Regions from separate parts of the Mus musculus genome. Here regions 1, 3 and 4 are each linked to region 2. A link is a contact called in public HiChIP or PLAC-seq and promoter capture Hi-C data. All regions are on one chromosome and are shown on one strand. Each heading gives the region's core, a stretch centred on a gene start, on an enhancer-like site or on the middle of the called end of the contact. The rest is flanking DNA. Distances are from core to core; before and after follow the strand shown. Region 1 holds the start of Tbccd1 (TBCC domain containing 1). Region 2 holds the start of Abcf3 (ATP-binding cassette, sub-family F (GCN20), member 3). Region 3 holds the start of Comt (catechol-O-methyltransferase). Region 4 holds the start of Arvcf (armadillo repeat gene deleted in velocardiofacial syndrome).

Evidence for each region. Promoter capture Hi-C pulls out the DNA fragments that hold promoters and counts their contacts. HiChIP or PLAC-seq counts read pairs in DNA pulled down with a chosen protein or histone mark. Capture Hi-C pulls out chosen DNA fragments and counts their contacts.
Region 1: a promoter capture Hi-C map of liver shows a contact between it and region 2, with 2.1 times the contacts expected there. The contact joins the promoter of Tbccd1 here to the promoter of Abcf3 in region 2. A contact is called at or near these places in 2 of 39 promoter capture datasets (liver and pre-B cells), 1 of 484 Hi-C or Micro-C datasets (regulatory T cells), 1 of 115 datasets of contacts at active chromatin or transcription factors (astrocytes) and 1 of 9 other capture datasets (liver).
Region 3: a contact with region 2 is called in an H3K27ac HiChIP or PLAC-seq map of large pre-B cells, with 7 times the contacts expected there. The contact joins the promoter of Comt here to the promoter of Abcf3 in region 2. A contact is called at or near these places in 1 of 39 promoter capture datasets (hippocampal neurons) and 1 of 115 datasets of contacts at active chromatin or transcription factors (large pre-B cells).
Region 4: a promoter capture Hi-C map of hippocampal neurons shows a contact between it and region 2, with 6 times the contacts expected there. The contact joins the promoter of Arvcf here to the promoter of Abcf3 in region 2. A contact is called at or near these places in 2 of 39 promoter capture datasets (hippocampal neurons and pre-B cells) and 1 of 9 other capture datasets (adipose tissue).

What each region holds. Positions count from the first base shown.
Region 1 is chr16:22,856,177-22,858,952 of GRCm38.p6, forward strand. It overlaps Tbccd1 (TBCC domain containing 1), which reads right to left and starts at 1,493. Exons shown (of 8, transcript NM_001081368.2): 1 at 1,169-1,493. Dnajb11 (DnaJ heat shock protein family (Hsp40) member B11) reads left to right here and starts at 1,669. Exons shown (of 10, transcript NM_001190804.1): 1 at 1,669-1,933. The coding sequence starts at 1,866.
Region 2 is chr16:20,547,141-20,549,989 of GRCm38.p6, forward strand. It overlaps Abcf3 (ATP-binding cassette, sub-family F (GCN20), member 3), which reads left to right and starts at 1,463. Exons shown (of 21, transcript NM_013852.2): 1 at 1,463-1,605; 2 at 1,826-1,973; 3 at 2,095-2,174; 4 at 2,604-2,650. The coding sequence starts at 1,533. It also overlaps the pseudogene Gm15760.
Region 3 is chr16:18,425,441-18,428,140 of GRCm38.p6, forward strand. Comt (catechol-O-methyltransferase) reads right to left here and starts at 1,276. Exons shown (of 6, transcript NM_001111062.1): 1 at 916-1,276. It overlaps Txnrd2 (thioredoxin reductase 2), which reads left to right and starts at 977. Exons shown (of 18, transcript NM_013711.3): 1 at 977-1,119. The coding sequence starts at 1,005.
Region 4 is chr16:18,346,789-18,349,489 of GRCm38.p6, forward strand. It overlaps Arvcf (armadillo repeat gene deleted in velocardiofacial syndrome), which reads left to right and starts at 1,394. Exons shown (of 18, transcript NM_001272029.1): 1 at 1,394-1,668. It also overlaps a transcript of Tango2 not described here.

The DNA of each region.
Region 1 (2,776 bases), core at 243-2,742, 2.3 Mb after region 2:
AATGCAGCTATAGGATACAAAAGATGGCTTAACCATTAAAGGTTAGGCTCACAAGCAAAAATTTAGGAATGCAATTTTGTTGTATACAGGAAAATGGATATAACTGGAGATAACTATCTTGTCTAGATGACTATCTTGTCTCAGAGAAACAAATACATGTTTTATCTCAATGTGTGGCTCCTAGATTTTATATAGGTACTTAAAATCACATATGTGTATATGGCAATGCCAAATCACCTAGAGAAACAAAAGGAATAACAGCACAGAGAGAAAAAGGTAAAAATATATACATTATACAGTTTGACTATACAAGAAAGTACCATATACAATGACTATACACAATGAAACATTTTTAAAAGGAAGGGAGTTGATTATTCTGGAACATGCTACGATATTTAATAGGTGAGGATATATATCATTAAATTAGACAGCTTTGTAAGTTACCATAGACTTGGCCTTTTACTTTGAGTGCAATGAAAAGCCACTAAAGGTTTTAAGCAGGAGAGGATGATTTGACATAGTTTTTAAAAAGCGGGAGTGCGCTGGGGATAGTTCAGTCCATAAAGCTTGCCACTTACTTGCCATACAAACAGGGGGTCTTGAATTCCGCCCATTGTAGCAACTGCAACAACAACGTCCTGGATTCCCAGCACTCAAGAGACAGAGACGGTTCTCGAGCTCCTGGGTCCACCAGCCTAGTCTAATCTGTGATCTCCAGGTTCCCTAGTGCGCTCCCGAGTGCACACAATCATAGGGTGGAGAGCAGAGGAACTTTAAAATAGTGTATCAAGATATGAAGTTTGGAGGCAGGGAGATCGGTTATGAGACCTTTGCAAGCAGGAGATAATTATGACTCAGAGGTGGAGCTATAGTGGACAAGCACACATTACGGTTCACTGATAAAAATCTGAATAGGTTATGCAGGAAGCTAAGCTGAGAAGCTGTCCTAAACAACTAGTTGTCTGAGGTAAACAAAACTGGAGAAAAGAGCAACCGATGAACAAGCTCTAGTGCCTTTTATTGATTGCATGCTTGCTGTGTGCAATTCTGCTAGGAAACTTGCAGGAAAAAAAAAAGTTTAATTAATTCCCAACACTGCCAGAGAACGCTTTGCCTTAGTTCTGTAGAAAACAGGTTCGAAAGTGGGGTGGAGATGGGGCTGCCTCACCGCTACGGAGTGCTGGAAGCCGAATCTTAACTTAAGTCGGTCTCTATGGCGGCGTCTCTACAAGGTACCAGGTCCCTCTTTTCCACGGTAGCGAGACTGTAATAAGTTAGTACTGGGAGAGCCTATCCCCAGGCAAGACGCCCCACGTACTTTGACACCTCCTGGGGTTGCACTTCGGTGAGCGCTCGCAAGTCACGTGTGCACATGGCGTAGCTTCCAGACTGGTAGTAAGACCTCTCTCAAGCAATTGGTCGGAATCGGGAAGGAGCCTCGCGATTGGTGGACATTCGGGTTTCCTACAGCAGCGCGCTCTTTCTCGGCTCCTAACTCTCTCCGGTTCTCAGCCGCTTCCGGGCGGCGCGAACCTCTGACGTTTTCTCTTCCCATTGGCCGGCGGACACGACGGCTGTTCTGCTGTCTGATTGGCTTCCCGCGCCGCCTCGGAGGTGAAGTGTACCGCGCTGATTGGCTGCGGAGTGGCGGCCGCGTGTGATGTCCCCGGCGGCGATTGGCCCACGCCTGGCTGCTCGCCGGCTCTGGGGCTCCCGGAAGGTGGCAGCTGAGGAAGGGGCGCGCTACCTGTCTCCGCGGCCGGGCAAGAGAGAGACCCCGGCGTGAGGCGGCCTCCCTGGGCCGGAAGGGCTGGTCAGCCGACGCAGCGGCACCGGAGGCTGAGAGGGTAGGACCAGGGGACGCCATGGCCCCGCAGAACCTGAGCACCTTCTGCCTGTTGCTGCTGTACCTCATCGGGACTGTGATCGCCGGGTGAGGAAGGGGGCTCCCGCGCGTGCAGCAAGAGGCCGAGGGGCGGCCCTTGCTGAGAAGGACGCGGGTGACATCGAGGAGTGAGGGAGGGGCACTGCCGGGTCGAGGGACAAGGGGGTAGTGTGGGCCAGGCTGGCGGTGCAGGGCCAGGTTTCCCCCAGGAAGAGCGGGGGTTGGTTGCAGAGCCAAATACCACGTTTGGGGATTGGAGGGAGTTAAGTGGCTGTGAGCAGAAGAAGGGAGGCGGACGTCTGAGGGATGAGGCTCTTGATGGAAATGAAGGAAGCGAGTGTCAAGCTGGGGTTGAGATTATAGATACGTCCTTGACGTCTGAGTTCCAGAGTGGGACTGTGGGTTACCCAGTTTGCAACAAGCCTCCAAAAGGCTGACACTAAAGTGGGTGGGCCATGATGCCATGTCAAATGAGGAGAGCAAGAAAGGAAGCCAAGCTCAGACTGAAGAAAGTTGGCTTGAGAGAGCAGCAAGACACTTTAGAGAGACCTTGTACTTCCCACCTTCTTGGGCTAACGAACCTGAACTGTCTTCTTGCCTCGCTGCCTCTCACCATGGTTCCTTCCTGAGCTGGATGGTCTGAGTGACAACAGTTCTCTAACAGGCGATAAAAACTGGGATTCTAGTCTCATGCCACTCTTAGGAATCCTACAAGCTTGAAGGAACTGTGTCAAGTTCCTGAAATCAGGGATAACTGTGCCAACTTTCAGGGAGAAAGAGCAGGCTTAAAGTTTCTCCCAGCATTTAAATGCATGCACGACCCTATAGATGTGGTGACTTAGGATATGGTATGTTGGACTTGTGTTCTAGAATGCCTTCACCCTCAATCCC
Region 2 (2,849 bases), core at 213-2,712:
ACTGGTTATTAGATCTAGAGGTTCAATTGCTGTTTTGTTTATGCGGAAGTTAGTACAGTCCAGAATGGCCTCGAACTCCCAAATTGCCTGCCCTAGTCTCCTAAATGTATTATACACATATGGGTGTACTCAGTAGCTTACTGAGACCAGAGAATTGAGTACTCAGTAGCTTACTGAGACCAGAGAATTGAAACAAGGTTTCAAATGGCCCCAGAATGGCCTGGAACTCATTTTGTAGCAGTGGGGTGACCTTGATTTTTTTTTTTTTTTCTCCTTAGGTTTTTCTCTTTAACCCTAGTTGTCCTGGAATTCTGTAGATCAGGGTGGCCTTGAACTCAGAGATCTGCCTTTTTCTGCCTCCTGAGTGCCGGGATTAAAGGCTGGTTCCATCTAAGTCCAGCAACCTTGAATTCTTGATCATTCTATCCCTGCCTCCTGAATGTTGGAGTTATTGGCATGCACCGCACCCAGTTTTATGAGGTACCGGGGATCAAACACAAAGCCTCAGGGTAGACAAGCATTTTACCAACTAATCTATAACCTCAGGCATGCTGATAGCTTTTTTAAACTTTAACACCAAGACTGGCAGCTCCCCATTGCAATAATGCTTAAGCTGGATGAATGGGCAGTCGAGTGTTGTCACATGCCTTTAATTCCAGCACTTTGGCGACAGGCAGGAGGTTCAGTTCTTAAGTTAGCTTAGGCTCTCTAGAGAGATTGTCTCGGAAATATAAACGGGTGTAATTTGAGCGCATTGGAATAAAGTTGTCTAATTTTGCAAATTGAGTGTGTGTGTGAGGTGTATCTTTTACAGACACTTGAGATCTGCTTTGTCTGTAGACCCAGGATAAACAATGAACTTATAAAAGGGCTTGTTCAGGTTTTCTGGCAGTGGGTGATGTGCCTTGGGGTGGCAGAACTTCATTCTCAATGACCCAGTTGAACACCTATGAAGTGTGAAGGAACTGAGGACAGAGCAAAGAGGCAAGCAGAAGTGTGCTCCTCACCCAGCTGATTCAACTAGCAGGACTAATTGAAACTGATCCACTCTGGACCGAGAGTTGGCGTGAGTCAGCAAAACGCCAAAGGTGGGCGAGCAGCAGCATGCGCCTGCGGGGAAGGTATCCAAGCTGTAAAGCGACCCCCTCCCACGTTAGCCCGTGTCTAGGCATTTCTCCCCTCGCAACACCTCCCGTGCTCCCCACTACGATAAGCCTCGGGCGATCCTGCCACGCCCCTCGATACAACCTCCACTTTCCAGAAGGCAGCGAAAACCCGCACAGGTGGTAGACGTAGACGGGAAACTGGAACCGCGCAGGCGCGGAAGCTGCCACGCCTGCTGGACTCCGCGGCGCTTGCGTCCCGTTCTACTAGACCCGCCCCCTGGACTCACGCAGACTCTGCTTTCTTACGTCAACCCTGCGCATGCTCCTTGGGATGAGGGGTGCGATTTCGGGGTGGGGAGGAAGGGCAGGGAGGCGGTCCTAGGCCCAAGTCTCACCACGACTGCGCAGATTGGATCCCGAGTGAACATGGCGACTTGCGCTGATATCCTGCGAAGCGAGTTCCCTGAAATTGACGGGCAGGTCTTCGACTACGTGACCGGTGAGCGAAACTGAATTAACTGCCTGGGGAGGCCGAAGTGGAGGTTGTGGGGAAAGACTGAGGGCGGACAGTGCAGCAGACCGCTATCTGGTCTCTCTGCGTGACCTCTTATCTTGAGGGCCAGTGGGGTCTGGTGCCCCGAGTGAGCTGTACAGACACTGAAACTGCTCCTATATCCGCCCTACCCGTTGTCTGTCTTGTTCTGCGGTACCCGGCTCAGGTGTCTTGCACAGTGGCAGCGCGGATTTCGAGTCTGTGGATGACCTGGTGGAAGCTGTCGGGGAACTATTGCAAGAAGTGTCCGGGGACAGCAAGGATGACGCTGGCATTAGGGCTGTCTGTCAGCGCATGTACAACACTCTACGCCTGTAGGTGCCAAGGGAATGAAGTTGATGGGCAAAGAGAGGAGAATGGAGAACAAACGAGGGGGAAGGTCTGAAGGCTGTAAATCTTTTCTCCCAAGTGAGTGCTTTCTCTCTACCTACATAGGGCTGAACCGCAGAACCAGGGAAACAGCCAGGTGCTACTGGACGCCCCCATCCAGTTGTCGAAGATAATGGAAAACTATGGTGAGAGTGAGGGGAGATTGAACTAGCTGCCTTCTGCCTCCACCCCCAGCCACCACCTCGCTGCAGCTCAGGTCTCTCCATCTCAACAACAAGGCTTGTAGGAGCTAGCGGTATTTTTGTGACCATAAAAGCTTGTGATGGAGAACGGGGCCTGGAGGGCTCTCCAAGCTATTGTCTGTAGTAGGAGGCATACAGACCTTGAAGCTGGTTTTGCCAGTTTCGTACCTTAACCAACAGCGTGGTCTTAAAAGAGTACATTGGGCTCTTCTTAAGTGTGAGATCGTTTTGCCCTTTACTTCAAGGCTAATAACTGTCCATTTCAGTGTTATAATGCTATCTTTAAAACTATCCTTGGTTCTTGTTAGTCATTCAAAGTCTTCATTTCCCTTCTCTCATGGAGAAGGTGACTGCTTTTCTTATCACTTACAGACTGTGACACCAAACTTCCAGGACTGCTAAAGAGGGAACAGTCCTCGGTGAGAAGTGGGAAGGGGCTGTGGTGGGTGTGAGAGTTGACCGTCTACTGAATAGTGGGTGTATCTTTGGGCGAGATTTCTGGTGTGTCTTTCCCTGCGTGTTTGCTTATGTAGCGTCATGGGTAAGTTTAAGGGTTTGTTTGCAGTAATCTCTGGAGTTCCTTTTTGAACCTGTACCCTAGTATGAACTGGTTGTGTT
Region 3 (2,700 bases), core at 26-2,525, 2.1 Mb before region 2:
AAAGTGTCTGCAGCTCTGTAGCTTCTGTGGGATCATGGGAATTAGCCCAGCAGCAAAGCCACGAAGAGCCTGTATAAAGCACCCTTCCCTTCTCTTCCCTTCCCTTCATGGATTCTGTGCTCCTTTGTTCCCCAGAAGACACCCACTTGTCACCTCTGCTCAAATGGAGATGACTCAGCCGGTCCCCTACAGCTCCTAGGTAAAATCTGTCCCAATTATTAGGGCGATGCTGTTTCTCTGTGACAAGATGTCCTCTAGGGCCCTACCCCACCACAAGCTCCCACAAGTCGTGGCAGCTCCCACTGTTCTCCCAAGGCTTGGAGGGCCAGCAAGGACCCCAAAAGTCCCTGGCTGGAAGACTTTCTCTTTTTAGCACACACCCAAAGCCTGCCGTAGTGCTCCTGCCCTAGTGCTCCTGAGCTCCAAGGGGTCCCTTTGGGAGTGGGGGGGTGGGGGTGGGTAGCACTTCTTTTGCAAGGAGTGACCCGGGGGCACCCTAAGGCCTCTCTCAAGAACCCCTGTTCAACAGCTTCCAACTCTACTGACCATCCCTGAGCCCTGTAACTTTGACCCTAAGGTTTGCATCCCAATCCAACAACTAAGTAAGTCGGACCCTCTTATAATGGGCCAGGCCCTGGATGTGCTACATTCTATCCAGGTTAAGCCCAACTCCACAGCCCCACCGAAGGACATATCTTCCACCACAGCACTGATACTCAAGTTCGGTCACCTGCCTCCCTTCAGCGACCCCCCAGCCAAGATCAGACCCCCTTCACATGTGTCCCCATTCCCCAGCGCCGGCTTGCGCTCTCCTAGGTCAGAACCAGTTCCCACGTACGGGCCCTTCACCCTAGTCCCAGTTCGGTGCATGCAGATTCTGATCCCGAGTCCGAGCTCCGGGCGGGCACCACTCACCTCGTCAAGGCCGCGCACAGGTCTGACCCCGAGGCGCGGACGCTCAGGCAGTGCGAAGGGCAGCCCTGACCGCCTGAGGTCCCCGGACCATGGCGGCGATGGTGGCGGCGATGGTGGCGGCGCTGCGTGGACCCAGCAGGCGCTTCCGGCCGCGGACACGGGCTCTGACACGCGGGACAAGGGGCGCGGCGAGTGCAGCGGGAGGTAGGGTGGGGTCGTGGGCGGTGCACGCGGAGAGGGTGCCTGTGCGAGTGTCCACAGGGGGTCGCGGTGGCGGGGCTGTCCTGGAACGTGTCCGCGTGGGCGTGCCCACACAGGCCAGGGTTCTGATTAGGAGGGGACCTGCTTCTAGCAGGGCTGCTTTTTCCCCAGGTGTCTAAAACGTTGGCGGTGCCTTGCCTGAGGCCCTCCTGTGGTGGCAGCAAGCCCAGTCTTCTGGGATTTGTGTCCCCAATATTAATCGTAGCCCTGATGTCAGGGCTGTGATGGGATGATGTCAAGGGCTCTGATGGTCACAGGTACCCCATTGGCACACAACTTCCTAGGTGCAGCAACTCTTTTTATTGTTCTAGTTTTTTCTTTTTGTTTTTGTCCGTAATCCCACCCCCATGTAGCCAAGCTGGCCACAGACTGCTTAGGTAGTTGCCACCGACCGTGGCCTTCTGGGGTTACAGTCATGAACTACCTTGGTTTGTTGTTTTGGGCTTGATTTTGATTTTTTGAGTGATGGTCAGTTGGCAGTGCAGCTAGAGTTAGCCTTGAGGTGTTGGCCCTTCCTTCCTCAGCTTCCAAATGCACCTTCATGACCTGCCTAGTGTTTGGGGAGTGAGAAGACACTAGAAAGTTTGTGGAACCAAGCCCCAGTGCTTGTCAGGGCTCTTGAGAAGGGGAAGAAACAACTTGTTTGCACCAGGAAGCGTTATTGCTGAAATCAGGATAGTAATTAATTTCAAAGGGGGAAACTGGGTACCTCTCAACATGGGTCCACTACCCCCAATAGGCCAAGTTCCCCCAGAGTTTCCCAGTGGTATGATCAGTTTCATGAGTGGTCTCCATTATGTCTTTTCATGGTGACCACCCTTAATACTGCCCCCTGAATGTGAGTGACAGAACTCAATTCTGTCCACAGGGAGCGAGCATAGAGGGAGAGGAGCAAGGGCAGGCCAGGGTTCTTCACAGAGGCAGTGCTATGAAAGGTACAATGGCTGGCCCTTGGTCTACAGGGCCAAGGCAGGTAGACCGACTGCAAGTGGAAGTTGGCAGAGGCCTTGTGGCTCAGTGGCAGAAGCTAACCTGGGAGAGTACCAGGAAGCAGTCACTACATGTGAGGTGGGAACCTAGGGGACAGACCTCAGGGATTGACGGGTGCTCTTTCAGTAGCTTTGCTAACTCCCAGGTCTCTGGCTCTTCAGGGTCTCCTAGTGCTGTATATTAGGTGGAGGTAGTTTTAGTGATTTATGTGGAGGTTAAAAAAAAAAAAACAATCGGGGGGTTCGGAATAAAAAAAAAAAAAACCCAAGTCAGTCAAAGTACCTGTGCCATTGGTACCGTCACTCTGTGTCATTGGTACCGTCACCCTACATAATAACAGTAAAATGTCTGTAAAGGAGGGACAAGAGCGACTCCGCACTCACTGCTCTTCCAGAGGCTCCAAGTTCAGTTCCCAGCACCCACATGATGACTCCATTCCGAGGGGGACCCCGTGCCCTCATCTGCCCTCTGGCACTGCCCTCTGGCACAGCCCTCTGGCACTGCCCTCTGGCACTGTGTGCCCACAGTGCAGAC
Region 4 (2,701 bases), core at 144-2,643, 2.2 Mb before region 2:
AGCTACCTTCTTGGAAGACTCTGCTTTCTTAGAGTTGCTCACTCTGCCTTGCCAGAGCTGCAACAATATCTCAATACCAGGATGCCAAATGGTGTTCATTTCAAGTAGCAATACCAACGGATTAGTAGCAACTGCCTTGACTCTGAAAAGCTCCTGGTATCAATTTGTATTGTAGGCGACCCAGAAGTGAGCTCCTGCTCCAGGCATTTACTTTCTTTGTCTTCACCAAGCAACCCTTATTGGGTGAGCACACTGGACTCAGCATAGGTGGGTGAAATATGACCATCTGGGTAGACCCCCTACACACACAAACGCACACACACACACACACCCTGGCCTCCATTAGCACTATCTGTAAGGGGCCTTGGGAAACACCGACAGCCCAGAAGAGTTGCTCATTTCCAGTGCACTCAGGATAAGAGGCTTCTGAGCAAGCACAGGCCAGATTCATTTCCACAGTCTGCACTTCCATCTCCTGTTTATGTTACAGCATCCCCCGTGGGTCCCCTCCACTGCCTTATGTCACTGCAGAGATGTGTTTGGTGTGCTTTACCTAGTAGGGAAATATGTGTTTATCTTTTCAGGCAGTGGATAAAGCTCCTTGATATTTCTCCAAGACTCAAAGCAGGGCAGAGGAAATCGGGACACCAGGGTGTAGTGGGGAAGAGATAAACACATAATTCCCCTTTCCCGGGAAGAGGACGCTTTTCATTGCCCCGGGGAAAGAGCAGTCTCATGCAGCTGTAGGGAGTGCCCAAAGGCTCTGTAAATACAGGCTTCATAGAAGAAAAAAAGCTCTAGTTTTTCTAGAGTCTGCTTTTGCCCTCAAAATCACTGCAACCATCCCCACTTTGTACCAGCCTAGCTGACCTTGTTCGTCCTTGCTGCAGGGGTTATGGGGACAGTGAGAGAGCCCCCAAGGCTGGAAGTCCAACGACTGGGTTCACGCCCTGGTTGCCTAAAGCCTCAATTTTCTATCTGTAAAATGGGATTTATCTTTACACTTGCGGAGTGTAAGATAAATACCATTCTATGCCAATAGAAAGGAATCGACGCTCAATGTCCGGTTAACAGCAGGATACCTGGGAACTTGGGGTGGAGATGGAGACAACGCTGCTGGAATCCGGGAGTGACCGCCTGCCCTGCAAGTTCCAGCTCAGGGCCTACTATCCCCAGAACTCCTCTGAAGATGGCCGGGAGGGGGCAACTCCGAGCCTCCTGCAGCTGCTGCAGCCACAGCATTCCGGGCAGGTGTCAGGGCCTGCTCTGCTAGGGGGCCGACCTGGGCTAAGACTGACAATACCAGGAACCCAACAGCAAGCCGCAATCTCTGCACATCCATCCAATCGGTGCGGGTTGCGGGGCGCGTCTCTCTACCAATGGGAAAATTCGCAGTTGGATGGGGCGGGGCGGAGGCCTCGTCTCCGGCCAGGTCCGCTTTGCGCACGGGCAGCGGGAGGGGTAGGAGGGCTAGCCTGCTTGCTGGCTGCTCCAGTAGGGGAGGAGGAGTGTTCCCCCCCTCACCTCCTCACAAGCACAAGTTGTGGCCCCGGGAGCCACTTTCGGTGCTGGGCGCTGGAGAGGCCGCTCCCCGCGCACCGGGGGACCTGGGGACGCCTGTCTTGGGGGCGGAGGCCGCGCTGCGGAGCCGCCCACGCCGCGCGCCAGGTGAGCTCGGCCGGGTGGGCGGGGTCCGGCTGTGGGCCTGGGGCTGGACACTCGGGCCCCGGCCAGGATTAGGGGTAGGTCCTGGGGGAGCGAGCTGGTATAGTGTCTAGACTGAGATGCGGACTAAGATAGGGACAGGGTCCTGGGCTCGGACTTTAGGTCTGGGTGGGGCTCGGAAGCTGGTTCTTCTGCTCACCCGCGCTCTAGCACACGACGGGTCCCCAGAGACCCGGGTGGTTGGGGGCGGGTCCCTTTGTGCATGACCTCAGGGCTCTGTCCAACCTGGCTACGGCGCCGGCTTCAGCCTCCGGGCTGTTCAGCCTCCGGGATGAACTGGACCCAGCTCCCACAGCTTTGCCCTCCGCGAGCCACTGCAGAGCCTGCAAGCAGGGACCCGACGGCTATGGAAACTTTACCAGGACTCGGGCGGCGAGGCTGGGGAACTTCCCGGGGTGGTACGGCTGTTGGTGAGCGCAGGGTCTTGGCGATGCCAAGGGAATGTCCCTACGCAGCGACGATGCTCCTAAGGCCTCACAAAAGAGAGAGGAGGCGCTGCTGGGAATCCCTTGTCTGGTGTCCCTGCTTGAATCTCCTCCCTAGATACCCCTACATTCCTCAGTGGGACACCAGCCCTGGAGAATATGCAAGTCTGGAGTTGCTCTGCTTCAGGAGGCCTGGATACCATGGCTTTCCCCTTTTAATTTTTAAATAATTAAATGCTACTTATATTCAATATTTAACTATTTGTTTCAGTGTCAGGTATCAGTGTCTAAGGTACTAGGGGACTGTCTCTGAGGATTCAGACATTTAGAAATGATGGAAAAGAAAGAAAATGCTTCTGTTTGTGTTAACTCTTAGGCTAGACTCTTAATGTGGGCTAACAATCCGAAATGCAAAACACATGCTTACTTTTATAAAGCTAAGGGATGGAGCCATACCCAAATTGTCTTTGGGAATATCTTTTCCCTAAGTAGGACCAGCTATGCATTGAGTGCCTGTAATTCCACACTGGGATCCCCAGTCCTTCTACCTC